Linked DNA regions of Mus musculus: regions 2 and 3 are each linked to region 1. Evidence: chromatin contacts called from public ChIA-PET and Hi-C data. All regions are on one chromosome and are shown on one strand. The core of a region is the stretch at or near the end of the contact, and the rest is flanking DNA. Distances in the headings are between cores, read along the strand shown. Region 1 holds the start of Snx29 (sorting nexin 29). Region 2 overlaps Clec16a (C-type lectin domain family 16, member A). Region 3 holds the start of Nubp1 (nucleotide binding protein 1).

Region 1 (2,769 bases), core at 46-2,545:
GCTGGGTGACTCCAGCCTCATATCCAGCAGGCAAAATAGTCTTTCAACTCCATATTTAAAATAGGGCAAAACCCTGGATTTCACAGTTGCTGTGAATTTAGCTCTTGTGTTCTCTCAGCACCTACCCACCTTTCCTCTCACTGTTGCCTAGAGTCAGTTGGACAACTCTTGTAGTTCCCTTAACCCACTGACCCACTGTCATTCTCCTCAGACCCATTACAATGCATTCTCATTCTAGAAAGTTCTCTCTCTCTCTCTCTCTCTCTCTCTCTCTCTCTCTCACACACACACACACACACACACACACCCACCACAAATTCTCCCAAGTGCCTCAGGCAGTAATTCGATTCTTCTGTGAATGTTGGTATTAAAGGTGTGCATGGTCACACCAGGATTGTAAGTGAAGTTTCAAATTCTGACTGCATCACTGTGCTTTGCACTTTTATTCCCACATCCATCATCAAGAAAGTACAAACTCTCCTGCCTGCAGGGCCTTGCACGTGCTACTCCAACTACTGAACTATATCCACCACTCCGGTTTTACCACTCCGGTTTTACTTTTTATTTCGAGAGTCTTGAGAAGTTACCCAGAATGGCTTTGAATTCACCTTTTGTTTTTGTTTGTACAGAGAGTTGAAGCTTGGGCCTCCTGCATGCAAGGCATGTGCCCTCTCTACCAAACTTTTTTTTTTTTTTTTTTTTTTTTTCGAGTCAGGGTTTCTCTGTATAGCCCTGGCTGTCCTGCAACTCACTTTGTAGACCAGGCTGGCCTCGAACTCAGAAATCCGGGATTAAAGGCGTGCGTTACCACGCCGGCCATCCACAGCTCTTGAATTCTTGCAGCTCAGGCTCCTGACTTATCCTCTTGAATGTTGGGATTTAAAGCCTGTACCACCAGGCCCTGCAGGCCCATTACTCTTTTTTTCTCTCTTCTCTTTGAGACAGTCTCAAGCAGCCCCATCTAGCCTCGAAATCATTGAGTAGTTCAAGGTTGACCTTGAACTTCTGATCCACCTGCCTTCCCCCGAGTGCTGGTTTGACGGACATGCAACACACTACTCCAAGCTCTCGGTACGCGTATATCGCATCCTTGTCCGAACTTCAGTCTAAATGGATGTCTTTTTCTTGGCTCGGGGATTGGGAGGCATTGATTTTGTGAGGTGCCGGTTCTCTTCCCTGCTACCCTGGGGCGTCGATTTGCCCGAGTATTTTGGTTCCGGGTCGGGAGGCGGGCCCTAGGAGAGTCACTGCTTCCGGGGCGGGGCCAGCGGGCGGGGCGCGCGTTCTCCCGGCCTGTGTGGAGCTCGGCGGCTGCAGACGCGGCGGCGGCGGCAAGGCAGGCGGCGGCCCCGGGAGCAGCAACATGAGCGGTGAGTGGCGGCCCCGCTGCTGTCACCCGCCCCGTAGCGCCACTGCAGCCGCACGCTCCGGGCCCGGTGTGCTCACACGCTGCAGACCCCCGCGGGGTCGCTCGCAGGCTCGGAGCCCTGGCCCGGAGTCTCCTGCACCGCTCCCACTATCCCGGGGCTGGCGCTCCTGTCCCTCTGCCTCACCAGTGACAGCCAACTCCTAGAGCAGAGCTTGCTCCCAATTCCCTCCCAGACAGCCGATCCCTTTGACAGGTTTCCGCACCCCGGATTCTCAGATCTCTGGTACTTGCCTTAGTCCCTCTTTCTCCCGTGACCCTCCTGGGACTCAGCTCCAGTTACCAGCCCCTGGTTTTTAGTTATTCTCTGTTCCAGGTCTCTTCCACCCAGTGACTCCTCTTTCTCCAAAGGCAAAGAGCATCTCTAGACACCCCTGTCACACACAGCAAACCAGAGCGACAGCTCCGGGTCCCCAGAGGTCTCAGTGTTAGGACAGCTTTGTCTTCTTCCCTCCTCTTCCCTGCACCTGTGTCCCCAGAGCTGGCCAGTTAGCCTCGCAGCGTCCCTCTCCCGGTTGTGCCTTTTGTATTTGGGCTGTTAGTTCATGCTTCAGTTCTCTCCATGTCTTCCTCTAGCTCATCGTTTGAAGTCTCCGGTTGTGTCCTGAAGCCCTTTCCTTCTTGCCCAATGCTGAACCTAAATGGGGCTCAAGCGTTGCCCAAGCCAATACCACCAGCAGGGAGGTGGAGCGGGTGGGGAGTCTGGAAGTGAGAGGCAGGTGCTTGTGACGGCTTGTGCTCAGTGATACCGAAGTTTAGTCCCTTTGTCGGAGTCTGTGTCTTCAAGCCTCCCTCTGAAGAGTCCTGATGATGTTTTGATGTTTTGGTGCTAAGTCATTCCTGGGTGTTGCGCGTGGAGATGGGAGTGACTCAGGGAAGGCTTGTGTTGGCTGTTGATTCTCCTGCTGGACTCAGGGATCTGGATTCCCTTAGGAGGACCCGCCTACCCTCGTAGTTTCTGTTTTTTCTTACTGTGCAGCTGGATTTTCGTCTCTGCACCCAGTCTCTAGACTTGCACTCAGGTGTTTCATGGAGCGGAGAGGGTGCTAGGGCAAAGGAGCAAAGGGCAGTCTTAATTTTTTGTTTTTTAAATTATTTCTGTGCATCTTTAAAAAAACGTTAGATGCTTTTTGTTGCTCAAGAGCAAAGTTTATGGAACTGTGGTCTTATTGAGGGGACTAATGGAGGGGTTTTTACAGTTTACGTTCATCTGCCAAAGCAAATTACTGGGTCTAACTTAACACTAATGTTAACAAAAACGTGTGTGCCAGCATCCACCAAAAGGTGATGGAGCCCAATGTACTGGGTTCAAATCCTGGCTCTACCACATAAAGCAATATGCT
Region 2 (2,805 bases), core at 61-2,560, 740 kb before region 1:
GTAGGGCTCTATACAGGAGCATGTGGGTCCTCCCACCCTCGAGGATCATCGGCCCATACAATCCACAGGGCAAAGGGAGCAGAGATGATGGGGTTGGGGATCTGGAAGCCCTGTGAGTCCGTACAGTGAGTGACTACGCTGGAACCACCCTCGGGGCAGATCAACATTACTTAGGGTGATTGAAGGCTTATAAAGTGTTAGGGGGGCTGAGGGTAGGGACATGCAGGATGGGCGGAGGTGATTGGCTGGGGGGCTTAGGGTACCCTAAGCATGGGGAAGCATTTCAGGGATCTCAGGTGTTGGCTGAACAGGTTTTGTCAAAACCTGTAACCAAACTAAGGCTACCTAACATTCCTCAGAGAGAGGGTTTTGGATTTTCCAGACAAGGTTAGAAAAGGAGAAGATCCACTAATGAAGTGAGTCTCCCATATTCTGCTGATCCCAGAGGCTCTCTAGTCATGGTGGACTTCATCATTAATTAGCAGAGTTTTCCCACAAGAGCATGGGCACCTTACCAGTAGCTACACAACTAAAGAAAATGTTTCTCTGTTTCCCAGAAACTATTACTGCCAATAAGTCCTCACAGAAGACAGAGCAGAGCCTGCACCTCTCCTCCCAACTACCATTAACTGACAGACAATATGTCATCAGGAGGGGTGCGGCCTCGTGAGCTCCCTGACTTCATGACACAACATTGGTAGGTCAGGTCTTATGCACGTCATCACAGCAATTATGAGCTCAGAGTGCAGCAGCCCCATCATGCTTGGGACACAGTTTTCCACAGCACTCCACTCCATCCTCTAGCTCTTACATTTCCCACCTTCTCCATGATGTTCCTTGAAGTTTGAAGGAGGAGGATGTGAGTGTCCCATTCTGACTAAGCATTCAGCAATCATTCACGTCTACCCATTTTCTTTATTACTTCATCTGCTAGCTTGCAGACTTCTAAAGGACATTTTTTAGTGAGGTAATTGTAGATTTGCATGCAGCTGTAAGAAATAACACAGAGATTGTCCCTGGTTTTATCCCATGTGGATGCCTACAGAACTACAGTACCTGACCACAAGTAGGACACAACAAACAGGCTGTGGTTTGCAGCTTAAGCAAAAGCACAGAGCAGATGGCAACTGGCCACCTCTCAGATGGCTCTCAGGAGGTCTGTCCTTTTTCCCCATGGTCTCCTCTTGGGGCAGAGGTCCAGCCTCCACTGTGGGAGACACACCCACTGGTTGCATGAGTGGCTGAACAGAAGGAGCTGGCACTTGAGAGGCTGGTTTCTCTGTAGGTGTTAGATCAAAGCCCCACCTTCTGATGCCTGTAGATGGAAATCCTAGACTAGCTGCCAAGGTAACTGGCAGTTGTGAATTGTTTAACAGTAGTCCTGTGCAAGTTGCCTGCCTTCCCTCTGAGTGACAACAGTCTCCTACTATTTCCTGCCTGGCTCGGATGTGGTTGATCAAACTTGTTTTAACTTCTTGGTCTTTTTTACCCTACTTTCTCCTTCCTGTAATTTGTAGATAAGTTACTGGTATTGCTTCATTTTTACCAGCAGACCTCTTGCAAACCCAAACCAAAATTGGAGAGAAGCAGAGGAGAGACAGAATTATACTGAAGGGCTATAATTTAGGGTTAAATTTAACACAGATCAGAATAGGCAGATAAATGTCTAATTGAAATTCCTGTGTGCATTACCATCATATGGTAGGCAGGCAGGCATGACGCTGGAGCAGGAGCTGAGAGCTTACATCTTATCTACAAGTTGGAGGCCTGGTGTGGGCTTTGAAGCACAGTGCACACCTCCAGCAAGACCACACCAGCTAATTTCTTCCTAAATCATTCAACTGGGAACTAAACATTCAAAACTATAAGACAGTGGGGGCATTCTCATTCGGACTACCACACATACCCAAGAGTGGCAACTCATATGGTAGCCTCTTCTATTGTTTGCAAAGTGATTATGGGTTGGAACTGGGGATGTGCTTCGGTACCTGTAGGTGTTTTTTTAGGTTACCGAAAGACGGAGTAACACCAGAAATGGAGTCCAGGCTGATGTTTAACTTACTGTATCGCATGGGGTAGTTGGTCTTAGGTTTATCATCTTTCTGCTTTACCCTCATGAGTTCAAGGGTACTCAGTGCTGGAATAAATGAGGCAGCAAGGCCAGGGACAGCAGTCATGAGGTGCTTGTGACTTTGTTGTGAAGACTCTCAGCATGCTGTTTCTTGTGCTGTTCACATGTTACACTCTGCATCTGGTACCTGCAGCAGTGAGTGCCTCAAGGTGTCCCAGGTTGAGTTAGTCTGCGTCTCCAGGCCTCAGTCTTATTGCTTCTACAGCTAGAATAACAAACATGGCTTTGAAGGGAGGGCTTCTGCTATGTGTAGTGTTTGTTCTTAGGTCTAGCACCAGTTGGTGCAGGAATGTTAGGTGAGGCTGTACAACCTCATCCCCTATATGGGGCCTATATAAGTGTGCGTGGGTGGGCACGCTGTTGTTGGAACTGAACTATATTCAGCAGGCGCTTGGGGAAGCACTTCAGATGCAGGCAAGGGCATAAAGAGGGCAGGAAGCATCAGCAATAACAAGTGACAGAGACTGCTAAGACTAGAGTAGACATTGCCATTGGTGACAGTGAGCTAAACCCTCAGCTTGCACTCTGCTTTCCAACTTAACCACCAGGTTTCACCTCTAGGTGGTGCAAATATTTTATCACTCATATGTGTGCCAGGACTGGCTGGCTGGGAGTTCAGAATATCAGCTAAGAGACAGAATAGCTTTTTCCCTCCGAATTAGTCATTGACTATA
Region 3 (2,935 bases), core at 201-2,700, 910 kb before region 1:
AGCAAAAAAGAGAGGTTAGTACAGTTAGAGACTTTCCCAGAGTCATGGACTTTGGTGGATTAGGTCTTTGTTTTCATTTTGGCAGGTGCTGCTGTCTATGTGCTGAGTGTTACAGCCTGAATGGCACTTCCATCATGGAGTCAGTTGTGCTAAGGTCTGGGGCCCTGTCACAATAACAATGAAAAAAAAAAAGTCCATGAATTTGATAAACAGCAAGGAGAGGTGGTAAGGTTTGGGGGAAGGAAAATGAAGGGAGAAATGATGTAATTATAATCTCAAAAATAAATGAAAAATATTTAGAATCGTTCAATGAAAACAGTAACAACCACCACCATCTTGTGCCAAAGTTGCATGCAGCCAAGCTCCCATGGCTGTGACCATGGACAGGATGTCTTCATGGAGTCTAAACACTGCTCCACAGACACAGACAGGCCATTTGTCTAAACACTCACAGACACATACAGGAGAAATGGTAGCAGCAAGGACAGTGGGGACCTGCAGAAGTGAGAGAAAGCTAGGGAAAGCTCCCAGTGGGGGCACAGGAGTGGGTTTGAAGAGGTTTCACTGAACAGATCTGAGGGGAAGCAACAAAACACAAAACAAAGTATTTTTCTAAATAGCACAGCAATTTTAAGAGGGCGGGGGTGTCAGCCCAGGAATGCTGGTGGTGCACATTGTAATCCCAGCAACTGAAAGACGGAGGCAGGAGGATCAAATGAGAACTTACACTGCTGGCGATTGAATTTATGGCTTTTCACTTGCTGGACAGGTACTCTACCACTGAGCTACACCCCTTTATAAAGTCTCCCCTCTTAGCCAAACATGGCAAGAAAATCATTAATTCAAGATCAGCTTGAGCAGAAGAGAGGAGAGGAGAACAGAGAAGAAATAGAGAGGGACGGACAAAGTGTTTTGTTGGATCTGTATTGTTTCAGTGCTGGGGACTAAATATAGGACCTCATGCATGATAGATCAAGCACTCTACCAATTGAGCCACAATCCCAGCCTGTAACAGAATCTAGGGTAGGGCAGATTATTTGAAACTGAGTAAATATTGACATTGATTGTACTTTTATTAGTAGTACTGCATCAACACTGAGGCCACGGAGAATAACGTTCGTTGGCGACAAAAACCATACTTAAAAAAACAAAACAACAACAAAAACAAAAACAGAATCAAAAACCTGCATTATGTGTAAGAGTCCATCCTCGCTTTCCCTATGAGTTCTGGGATTTGGATACAGGCTGGCTCAACAGAATCTTTAATCGTTAGAGCCACTTCATTTGCTCAGGTATCATATATTTCTGAGTCTCGCCCTGTTTTAGCGGGAAGAGGCATAGGAATCCCACCCACTGCACACACGGTTTTGCGCGTGCGCAGTCCTGGTCTGGCGAGACAGTTCCCGCGGCCGGGGGGTCAGATTGGACCTGCGAGGCGGAAACACGCCCCTGAGGTTCCGGCGAGCGCAGCCCGGGCAAGAGCGGCAGCATGGAGGAGGCGCCCCACGGTGAGCTATCGCAGGACGTGTGGGTGGTCCCGCTGGGACCGAACCACTCTGACTGTGCCTTCGTCTTCCCGCAGGCTGCCCCGGGGCCGACAGCGCCCAGGCCGGCCGAGGAGCCTCGTGCCAGGGATGCCCCAACCAGAGGCTGTGCGCATCCGGAGCCGGCGCTGCTCCGGATCCCGGTGAGGAAGCGGCGGGCAGATCAGGAAGTGGAAGGGGCGGGACTTGAGGGTGAATGGCAGCGGCTAGTGGGCAGTATTCTAATTGGTTGGGGGGAGGGCGTAGAAGGCGGAGCTTGAGCGAGAGGGAGGTTTTAAAAATCAAATAGCGGAAAAACAGTGATGGAAATGGAGGTTTAGTCTGATCTGCGGTAGACAGGGAACCGAAGGGGGCATTAAAATAAGCTTGGCGGCACAGGCTTGTTCCCCCGGAACTTGAGGGGCAGAAGCAGGAGGATGGCTACAAGTTAAAAGCCAGCCTGGACTACAGGATGAGACCCTGTATGAGTGAATGAATGAATCAGTGAATGAATGAATGAATGAACGAACGAACATTAGGTCGAGTGTGTTGGCACATGTTTGTAATCTCAGCATTTAAGAGGCTAACCCCGGGCTTAGATGAGACCCTGTCTTTATTAAAAAAAAAAAAAAAATCAGTAAATAGGACCTCAAAGAAGGATAGAATAGATAAAAGTGATGTCGGGCAGGTACAGGGCTTAAGTAATAACCGCTACCTCAGTATCCACAAGGCCAAGCACAGAGAGGAGAATGGAAAAATACTGAGATCTTTCAGGCCTGAGTCCTGGCACATGTCCATCACAGGTCACAGAGGCTCTGCTCTCTCTGTGGCAGAGAGAAGGACCCTCCTGTTAAGGAGTCTATCTTTCAGCAGACATGAATGTTCATTATCTCAGTGGAGAGACAGATGGGGGACTGAGAGCAAAGTGGGGAGGAAGCAGGAGCAGGCACGTTAAACTCACCAGGGATCAGCACTGTGAGGGGCCATCTCCAGGGCGAGGAGGACTGAAAGCCTAGCTGGAAGGAAGGCTTTTCAGAGAGAGGCTGGGTTTGGTTGTTGAGTCTCCTGAAAACTGATCTTGAGCAAGAATGCCCTCATGGTGAAGACCAGTCTCCCCACAGTGTAGTCTGTAAAGATTTGAAACAAGACGTGACATTGGAAACCCAGTACGTTGCTGGGATGGTTGCTTCTGAGAGCCTGTGAGTTTCCCATCTGCAGCCCTGGGGACATTGGAGTTGATCATCCCTTGTACTGGGCCTAACCTGTGCTTAAGACACTTAGCATCCATCATCCGAGATGCCAGTAGTAGTCCCTCCTGTGGCATCCAGAGAATTTCTGCAGATGTTAGCAGATGCCTCCTGGGTTCTGTTGAGGAGCTGGGCTTTGAACACCCCACTCTCTCCTCGGAGGGC

The links. Hi-C and Micro-C count contacts between places; a contact is called where the count stands out from the background. ChIA-PET counts read pairs in DNA pulled down with a chosen protein or histone mark.
Region 2: an RNA polymerase II ChIA-PET map of memory CD8 T cells shows a contact between it and region 1, with 5 read pairs. The contact joins the enhancer-like site here to the promoter of Snx29 in region 1. A contact is called at or near these places in 1 of 39 promoter capture datasets (liver) and 2 of 115 datasets of contacts at active chromatin or transcription factors (memory CD8 T cells and regulatory T cells).
Region 3: a Hi-C map of CD8 T cells shows a contact between it and region 1, with 6 times the contacts expected there. The contact joins the promoter of Nubp1 here to the promoter of Snx29 in region 1. A contact is called at or near these places in 3 of 39 promoter capture datasets (the C10 cell line, neutrophils and pre-B cells), 7 of 484 Hi-C or Micro-C datasets (CD4 T cells, CD8 T cells, double positive thymocytes and 3 more), 1 of 115 datasets of contacts at active chromatin or transcription factors (pancreatic cancer cells) and 1 of 9 other capture datasets (liver).

What each region holds. Positions count from the first base shown.
Region 1 is chr16:11,321,609-11,324,377 of GRCm38.p6, forward strand. Snx29 (sorting nexin 29) reads left to right here and starts at 1,296. Exons shown (of 21, transcript NM_028964.4): 1 at 1,296-1,370. The coding sequence starts at 1,364.
Region 2 is chr16:10,584,066-10,586,870 of GRCm38.p6, forward strand. The region is part of intron 9 of Clec16a (C-type lectin domain family 16, member A); the gene reads left to right. Among named protein-coding and RNA genes, the nearest start is that of Clec16a, 40 kb to the left of the region's middle. Within about 2 kb of position 1,311, at least 64 of the 459 cell types and tissues checked have an H3K27ac peak or open chromatin away from gene starts, as enhancers often do. A contact at or near this core is called in memory CD8 T cells and regulatory T cells, where this site is marked.
Region 3 is chr16:10,410,488-10,413,422 of GRCm38.p6, forward strand. Nubp1 (nucleotide binding protein 1) reads left to right here and starts at 1,451. Exons shown (of 11, transcript NM_011955.2): 1 at 1,451-1,508; 2 at 1,583-1,687. The coding sequence starts at 1,490.